Regions from separate parts of the Mus musculus genome. Here region 2 is linked to region 1. Evidence: chromatin contacts called from public ChIA-PET data. All regions are on one chromosome and are shown on one strand. Each heading gives the region's core, a stretch centred on a gene start, on an enhancer-like site or on the middle of the called end of the contact. The rest is flanking DNA. Distances are from core to core; before and after follow the strand shown.

Region 1 (4,299 bases), core at 1,025-3,524:
TTTGCTTAGCTCTCCGTTTTTTTCTTTCGACGTAGTGTGAAGTGTCTTATCCTTTTCTATGAATTCCAATTTGCCTTAACTCTTTTGATGCTGTAGCTGTTTCAGTAAAGTTAGTTCAACCTAATGATGTAGAATGCTTTGACCAAATGGGCTGGTCTAGTGCACCTTGTAAGCAGCAGCCTAGGGCTTTTAAAAGGTAGTCAATAAAAGTTGCTGAAATTTTGGCTTTTTTAAATATGTAGTAGGTGTTTTTAATGATTTTTCACATAGCGTGTAAGGTAGTGAAGTGCAAGGAGGGAAAACTGTTTTGTGTGAAACACATTTTCTGACTGGGGGGACTTTTAATAGGGTAAATTGTTTATAAGGCTGTACACTAACAGTTTCCCCTAATAGTGTGACTGATTTAGGATATCTGCTGTATGATGCAATGTAAAGTCTTTTTTGCCTTTTTTTCAGGAAGAAAAAAAAATAAAACTTAACGATGTTCTAGGTTTAGTGTAGGTAGCTGCGGGGATGGGGCGGGGGCGGGGGGCGGGGGAGGGGAGTCACCGAATGTTTTGTCCTTTATACTAACATAGTGCTTTAGAAAGAGAACCACGCTTGAGATCTGAGAAACCGATGGCGGGGGGGAAAATGGGGTTGCTGTTGAAACTAGATGGTGAAAGCTAAAAGTAAGGATTTCTCTTCAAACCTAAGCTGAGATATGACCAGAAGGAAAACGATTGGCTACGAGCTCTCTCTCTCTCTCTCCTTCTCCCCACCCCCCTCTCTCTCTTCCCCCCACCCCTCTCTCACTCTCATTCTCTATTAGGTAAATTTGAAAAACTAAACAAACAAACAAACAAATGACTTGGCACTTTTAAAGGTAACTTCACCAAAGACCGACGAGCCAGTAGCCAGCAGCTCCACCTATCTCAGCGTCACATCCTGTCTGTCCTTTCTTTTTTGCCGGACCAGTTTGCGGTTAGGAGAATGTGCCTTTTTTGTACCTTCGCATTAGGTTTTATAATTTTAACTGATGTATGGACTCACAGAGACAAAATTTAAAAAATTTAAAAATTAAAAAAAAAAAAAAAAAAAAGCAAGCATGAAGGAAGATTTGAATCCAGGCAGTGCCGCCCTCTGACGTCATCACTACAGGTGTTTGCGTGGAAAGAAAACCAACTTTGAAACTATGAAATTCCTGATTCATAAATACAGTTATTTCTACTTTAGTACATACAAGATAACTCACTGTTATTAACACTCTTTTTTATTAAGGCAGTTGCATACGTTTTCAAAAGCAATGGTGAATTAAGTTGTCTTCCAAAACTGTGTACTTGTCTGGTCAGCTGTACGTGATCAGTTATCTACCTCAGAGGCTATTTTTCTTTTGTGCTGGGACAGGTTGCTGGCCCTCCCTGTTTCCACCGACCAAATCCTCCTAGCTCAGGAGCTAGGGCTAAGCAGTTACTTCTTTTGAGTATTTTTTAGTTCTTAAATTTTATTGCTTGTATTTGATGATAGATGTCAGCGACATTTCATAGTTTCAAAAATCCTTGCTGCTCTGAAAGTGTAGATTCTAGTGAAAATTACATAGTCATAAGAGAAATGTGGGGTTTTTTGTTTTTGTTCTTGTTCTTGGTTTTGGTTTTGTTTCTGTTTTTGTTTTTTTTAAGTTGTGGTATTATTGGTTTTATGCTCCCTAAAACTTGTGCTTTGTGAAGTCCAGACTGAAGGCAGCACACCCTCCGTGGATCGAGTATGTTGATCAGCCCAAGACTCTCACTACTTGATATTTTTTTCCATTAGTTAAGACAGAAAGTTGATAGCTCAGTCAGTAGGGGAGGGGAGATCTGCTGCTAGGTATGTCTGAACTAAGTGCCATACTCGTCTGGGTCAGATTTGGGAAACAACCTCTGTACATATAAAAGAAAAAAAATGTCAGTTAAACATCACATAGTAGACAGCCATTAAATTATAAAAAAAATTAATTTATGAAGAAAGACCTTTTGTACAGATTGAAAAAAAAGATTTTCATAGAGATATCTATATGATCAAGAGAGTTAATTTTTTATTTTTGTTCTACTAGTGCTACATACTTGCCAGTGGTGACTTATTTACCGGTTCAAGATGACTCTGTAGTTTTCTTTCCTAGGACTTGTTAAACGCCAAAAGACATTTTTGAACTGTACATTTGATCAGATTGTTAGCTTTTTCTGTTTTATTTCTTTTGAGAACCTTTGAATAAAAACATCTGAAACTTTCTTCTTCCTGTCGGTTTTTTGAAAGTAGATGGAAGTCACACATCAAAATGTCACCTCACCTCTGACCTCGCTCGTCAGCTCAGTAGGCTGGTTCAGAATTGAGTTGAAAATTAGGTCAGATTCCATATGGACAGAAAATTCCATTTTCTTGAAAAAAAATAAGAAACCTTTCCACTCCTGTGTTGCTACTTGTTTAAATCTGTGCTATGACCTTAGATATCTATTACATATCACCTGGCCCTAAGTCCAGCCCGAACTACCCCACTCATGGTCTGCTTTGGAGCTTCTGGTTCTTTTGTGGTATTGGCAACAGTCCTTGGCCTCAGACATCCTAGGTGGTGCTCTTGCATTAATTACCCATTGCTTGGAACAAAATAAAGACATTTTCCTATTTGCAGCCAGCACTAATATGTCAAAATAACCTTATATTAAACCACAGCCTTTTAAAAGTGGGTTCTTTGTTCACAATTGGAGGCACCCATGATGCACTTGGGGGATGGGGATGGGACCTCTCTTTTCCCTCCCTGACTTGCTTTATTGAAGGCATATAATACCAAAAATTGACACCTACCCAAAGTAGAGTAAATGTTTTAATGGAGTTCATATGGTACTGTCCATATAGTTGACTCGACCAGAGTGGAGGGTAGAATTCCCACTACATTTCTTATTTTCAGTTGTTCAGTTGCTCTGTGTATGTTTGATGGAAGGCTGCTCATAAACCACAGTGCACACTTGGGAGTCAGGGGACAACTTGTGTAAGTTAAGTTCTGTCTCTGCCGTGTGACCCTAGAGATCAAATTCAGTCAGCTCGCTGCACCGTCCCGCAGGCCCTCGTTTCTGAATGACTCCTGAGGTCCGTGGCGTGCTGTCTGAATTAGGTAAGAGACATGTAGATCCCTTTACTTGGAACAGCTGAGAAACCCTATACCCAGTTCTTGATGGCTTCTTGAGCAGAGGAAATATGTCCCCTTGATGCTGAGCAATGCTTCAGAGACAAAGGATGCCACATCCCAGGCGGAGCATGGCTTCAGACAAAAAGGGCATTTCGGAACTTAAGGAATAGATGCCACCACGCTTACTAACTACATACCTATGTGCCCTTCCCTATGAATAACAGCAGAAGCCAGAGGAATCACTAAGTTGCATGGCATCGTAAGCTTTGTTAACCTAATAAGGTCTCACGTTCCCTGTGTATCCAACTGACTACATTAGACAGTCATCCCTTGGTATCCACAGGGGGTATGGGTCCTAAGACTCCATAGATGCCAAGATCCACACATACTTAAGTCCCTTAAGTAATAAATTTGTGGGGGCTAGAGATGGTTCAGTGGTTAAGAGCACTGACTGTTCTTCCCAGAGATCCTGAGTTCAGTCCCCAGCAACCACATGGTGGCTCACAACATCTGTAATGGGATCTGAGGCCCTCTTGTGGTGTAATGGAAGAGAGCTACAGTGTACTCATAAATTAAATGAATGAATAAATAAATATTTGCATATAACTGCCTATATAGTTTGAGTCATTGCTAGATCTTGTGTGATGCCTAATGCAACAAAATGCTGTCTAATAACAGTTATATTGTAACGTTCATAATGACAGGAAGATAGTCCATGCATGTGCAATGCAGAGGTATTTTTCCCTTAAATATTTCATTGAGGACTCTCTAATTCTCATGCAGAATGATGGACATGGGCTAGCCATTTCCAGGAGTTTAGGAACACCTATGTACATGGAACTTGACGTAGTTACATGTTGACTTAGTATACAAAGACAAGGGGCAGCACTTCTGTGGATAAGCCAAAGTTTGCTGGGAGGTTAGCTTGTGTCAAAATTACCTTCTAGTCGGCAAAGTGGAAAGGTTGAACTGTGGGTTGGAAAAAGGAAAAGTATGGATACAACAGTTCTCTAGTGTGTGCTTGCTGCCTTTGGTGGCATTGCAGAGTGCTAGAGTCCCGGTACCCCAGCATCCTTGACTTGATGAGTGAAGGCCCTCTGTATGTCCAAGGGAGCACAAATACAATATCAGTGGGAGAAAGGTGAGGCTCCCTAGCCCCT
Region 2 (4,299 bases), core at 551-3,050, 740 kb before region 1:
ATTAAAAATGATGAACTAAAGGGGCTGACTCCTAGAGCATTATAGTTACATATATGTGAGGCACATGAGGTATGTATACAAAGCTCAGGGAGCAGGTACCGAGAGGCAGGTGGGAGGAGCTGAGTGATAGATGGGAGGGGCCAAGAGGTAAGTGGGAGGAGCCACTCTCCATAGACTGTTGTTTTTCCAGTACTAGGTCCTTAAACTAAAAGCCAAGACTCTCCCCAGCCCCCCCATTCACTTCAAGGGAAAGGAAAGTGATGAGGGTTGGAAGTGCCTTGACATCTTAGGGCACAGAAACGGTGGAAGGGCAGAGACACAACCTTCGAACAGCCCATAGACCTTAATTTACTCTTGTCTTGGATTGTTTTGACCACATTCTGACAGTGTTGCTATTCTGTTAGCATAGTGAGCCAGTGCCTCTGTGGGAGAGCGCCCCCTGGGGCCAGAGGTGCGGAAGGACAGCAGGACCCACAGGTGTTTTCTGTTACTGTCATTCACCTTCTATCACCAAAGCTCTAAGGAGAACTGCCATGGGCACTGACCACAGAAAGGGGAAGAGGACATCTGGTTGCTGTGTTTCCTTTTTCTTATCTTGCTCCATCTTTTCAAAGTGACCTTTATTCTACTGATCTAGACACGGAGTCTTGTCTTGTGCTTACATATTTGTAAGTATAGTTCTCTATTCATAAGCCTTGGTTTGGGGAATTTCTGTATTAGCAGGTTGTGTTTTATAAGAGTGTGAGCTGCCTGACCATGAACCCCAGAAGGTTTTTAAAAAAGTATTATTTATTTAATGTGTATATCTGTGTGCCTGAATGCATGTGTGTCCACAGAGGCCAGAGGAGGGCATTGGATCCCCAGGAACTGAAGTTACAGACAATTGTAAGCCTCCATGTGGTTGCTGGGAATTGAACTCAGGTCTTCTGGAAGACCAGCCAGTGCTCTCAACAGCTGAGCCATCTCTCCAGTCTGAAACCCCTGAGGTTTAGAAAGTCTTGGGTCCTGGTGATGAAGCTGGTAAGCTGCCTAAATTTCCGACAAGGACTTTAAAGAAAAAGAAGGTGTATTCAGAAGTCACTGTGCCTAGCGATAAGATGTAAATCTTGTCATCTAGATGTAAGGCGAGGAGTGGAAGCAGGGTCCACACAACTTCGTGTTTTGTTTGCTTATTTTGTGGCGATTCTCTGATGCTTTGTAAGAATATAGACGCTCTAGATAGAAATGCAGTGTAGACTTAGATACCGTCTTATCTCTAAGTGAATCACACAGCTTGAAAGGGAGTTATGTTCTGCACTAGAGCCCTCTGTAATGGAGCTTTTATTGGGAACACTAGGTTTTATCCTCAAGGTTCAGGCCCAGATTCATCCCGCTGATACTGGGTTCAGCACTCCAGGAGGGACGCTAAAATCAGAATATTCTGTGTTAGAAAGCTCCATTGCCTCAATGAGGATGACTGAGTCAGAGAGTCTCCTCATATGTTAGAGGGCTGTATCTCCTGTACCTTTTCAAACATTTCCCCTATTTCTCCTGACATCTGCTTTATGTTACTAAGATAGGTTTCTCTCTGTCTCTGTCTCTGTCTCTGTCTCTGTCTCTGTCTCTGTCTCTCTCTCTCTCTCTCTCTCTCTCTCTCTCTCTCTGTGTGTGTGTGTGTGTGTGTGTGTGTGTGTGTGTGCTCACACGCATATGACCATCACCTAGCTATTTCCTGTTTTGGATTTCTAGACTGATGCCTGCCTTAGAAAAGGCCAGCCTGGGAGCGTGTGAACACTCACACATTTTCTAGATGACGACGTGTTTCCATGAGGTGTAATTTCTCTAGAGGCTTCAGTAAGGCTAGAGGGTTGCTCTTTCTGAATGGGGCCTGAGACTACCGGGGCATGAATATACTTTGTAACTTCACTGGGCTTTAGCCCTGGACCTAGAAGTCAATGGTTCTTCTGAGATCTAGAGAGTTCCGAGAGGAGCTCAGGGTAACGGAGGAGCTAGAGTTACAAGCTTCTGTGTCAGCTCTTAGACACATACCTAGGATATGAGCAGGGAGTGGGTCTATCTGGAGCGCCCCCTGCAGGGCAGAGGACCAGTGTGCAATGTCTGGCCTGTCTCCTCTGGTATCAGATCTTTCTGATCCATGTCCTACTTAGCTTCAGACTTCAGCGCAACCCATGTTCCAAGCTGCATCTATCTCTCTGAATGTTTGGCCTGTGCCCTACTTCTGTGCCACCAACTGCCCACTGTCTATCTCCACGGCCTACCTCGGGCAGAACTAGCGGCTGGCTTCCTGAGAAACACAGTTCAGATTCTTTCGCTATAAAACATATATTGTTCCATATGAAAATGGGAAGATAATACTTAAAAATCCAAACCTCATATCAAATGGATAAAGCCTGGGGGGCGAGCACTAAGTGGAGGCGAGGACTTTATCTGGAGCCCAGGGAAGAATTAGAGTTGAAAACAAATTCCTCCTGATCCTAAGGGTAAAGTCTCTGGCCTGGGTAGTGACCTAGCATTCCTTATGGGCATGTTCAATCACCTGCCCAGGAGACTATCCCTACGAAGGTGGGCTCACCTGAAGTCACACTAAAGAGACAGGTAGCATAATTAATCCTTTAATGAGACACCGTACTTCCCATGCCCCGCCCCTCGCACAGCATCTTATTGGCCTATAATCACGCAGCTTAGCCAGTCTGCCTGGTTTTCTGAATTACTCAGAAAATCATAACTTCTCCTTTCTCTCTCTTTTATGAGCACACTTTTTTTCTTTTTAGTACTTGGGGTTTCCCCAACATATTGGGCTTCCTTACTCTTCGTCTAATGTTTCCCTCCACCTCGTTGACTTCTCGTCAGTCATGTGTCTGACCTCCGTGTCATCTTAGATGGTTGAGGACTCTGTTCATTCTCTCTTCCATCCACGCTCTCCCAGAAGCTGCAGAGATGGACAGTGTGCCCACCCTAGGAGTTTTTTTCCTTTTAAACTCTAACAAAAATTGTTCTTGAGCTTCCATTTGAGTCCACTCTCAAAATCTTTGATTAAGGGACCTTTATTTCCCCCACAGCAGAAGCAGCTGCCTGTTCATTAGTTTTCTTACCATTCAAGACCTAAGAGAATCTTCTGCACAAACAAGACTCCCATAGACGGAATGCTAGACTAGGAGTTTCTGATTTCCGTATCTAACCTTTAGTCAAGTCGGCCCTTGGCTACATGGCTCTTCTGTGTAGTCCAACTCCTTTCCAGGCTTGCTAACTCTAGCGCCTTCCTAAGTCCCAGATGTGACCTAGGTGTCTTATGTATGCGGTTCCGTGACATCTCATTCTAGGATATTCTGCAAGAATATGCTGTTGTGAGAAAAAGTAACTCAGTCATGGCCATGTAGCTAATGAAGAAGAGAAGTGAGGTTAGAACCCAGATCTGTTGTGCTCAAAGCCTGCAGTTATAGAGCTGGAGAGATGGCTGCAGGAGCTCAGGAGTAGTGGGATTATTTATAACATAACACGGTTTTCAATGTACACACACACACACACACACACACTAAATATATGGGAATCTCTTAACAGCTGAGTGTTTTATTGTGTAAACTACCGCTTTACATTTCCACGTGTCTGGTTTTTTGTTTGTTTGGGGCAAAATCTAAGATATTTTTCTTTATGTGGTTAATTCATCCTTTGGGTTTCTTTATCCTTTATTTCCCCATACTGTCATTGATTAAGGTCTTCTATGGTTGTGATACCTTTCCATACGCTCTCAGGAATATGTTCTAGAAACTGAGAGACAGCACAACTAATTCTGGATTCAAGAAGAGTCTGACATCCAAGAATGAAGCTAGAGCATTTTGGAATGATGCACACAACACTCTGCTCTCTCCCCTCCACTTCCCAGCAGCGTCCTTCACTGGCGGCCTTGCTGGAAGGAAGCTATTCACCTCCCGTCCACCAGGCACTGGCCCGGCTTGTATTAAGTCCATTCAAGACCCATTTGTTTCTTCTCAAGCCTCCACAAAAGGAGATGCATTATTCACGGGTAACCTTTCCGGTCTGTCTCCCTTTGCGTTCTCTGGGTACCGTGGACTGTCTAAATTTCATGGTGTTGCCTCTGATGTGAATTGCTGCGCCGTCTCAGGAACACAGCTTCGCAGCAGCTCCGGGTTTCCCTTAGAGCTCCAGCTGTCCTTTTTTTGGTTTGTTTTTCGAGACAAGGTTTCTCTGTATAGCCCTGGCTGTCTTGGAACTCACTCTGTAGACCAGGCTGGCCTCGAACTCAGAAATCCACCTGCCTCTGCCTCCTGAGAGCTGGGATTA

Evidence for each region. ChIA-PET counts read pairs in DNA pulled down with a chosen protein or histone mark.
Region 2: a contact with region 1 is called in an RNA polymerase II ChIA-PET map of memory CD8 T cells, with 8 times the contacts expected there. The contact joins two enhancer-like sites. A contact is called at or near these places in 9 of 39 promoter capture datasets (the 3T3-L1 cell line, 3T3-L1-derived adipocytes, the C10 cell line and 5 more), 3 of 15 datasets of contacts at CTCF or cohesin (CD8 T cells, the NIH/3T3 cell line and large pre-B cells), 1 of 484 Hi-C or Micro-C datasets (bone marrow-derived macrophages), 5 of 115 datasets of contacts at active chromatin or transcription factors (the NIH/3T3 cell line, T-cell acute lymphoblastic leukemia, embryonic stem cells and 1 more) and 1 of 9 other capture datasets (embryonic stem cells).

What each region holds. Positions count from the first base shown.
Region 1 is chr2:60,748,141-60,752,439 of GRCm38.p6, reverse strand. It overlaps Rbms1 (RNA binding motif, single stranded interacting protein 1), which reads left to right. Exons shown (of 14, transcript NM_001141931.1): 14 at 1-487. Among named protein-coding and RNA genes, the nearest start is that of Gm33436, 58 kb to the right of the region's middle. Within about 2 kb of position 2,274, at least 26 of the 459 cell types and tissues checked have an H3K27ac peak or open chromatin away from gene starts, as enhancers often do. A contact at or near this core is called in CD8 T cells and memory CD8 T cells, where this site is marked.
Region 2 is chr2:61,488,397-61,492,695 of GRCm38.p6, reverse strand. No RefSeq gene overlaps it. Among named protein-coding and RNA genes, the nearest start is that of Gm33753, 38 kb to the right of the region's middle. Within about 2 kb of position 1,800, at least 17 of the 459 cell types and tissues checked have an H3K27ac peak or open chromatin away from gene starts, as enhancers often do. A contact at or near this core is called in CD8 T cells and memory CD8 T cells, where this site is marked.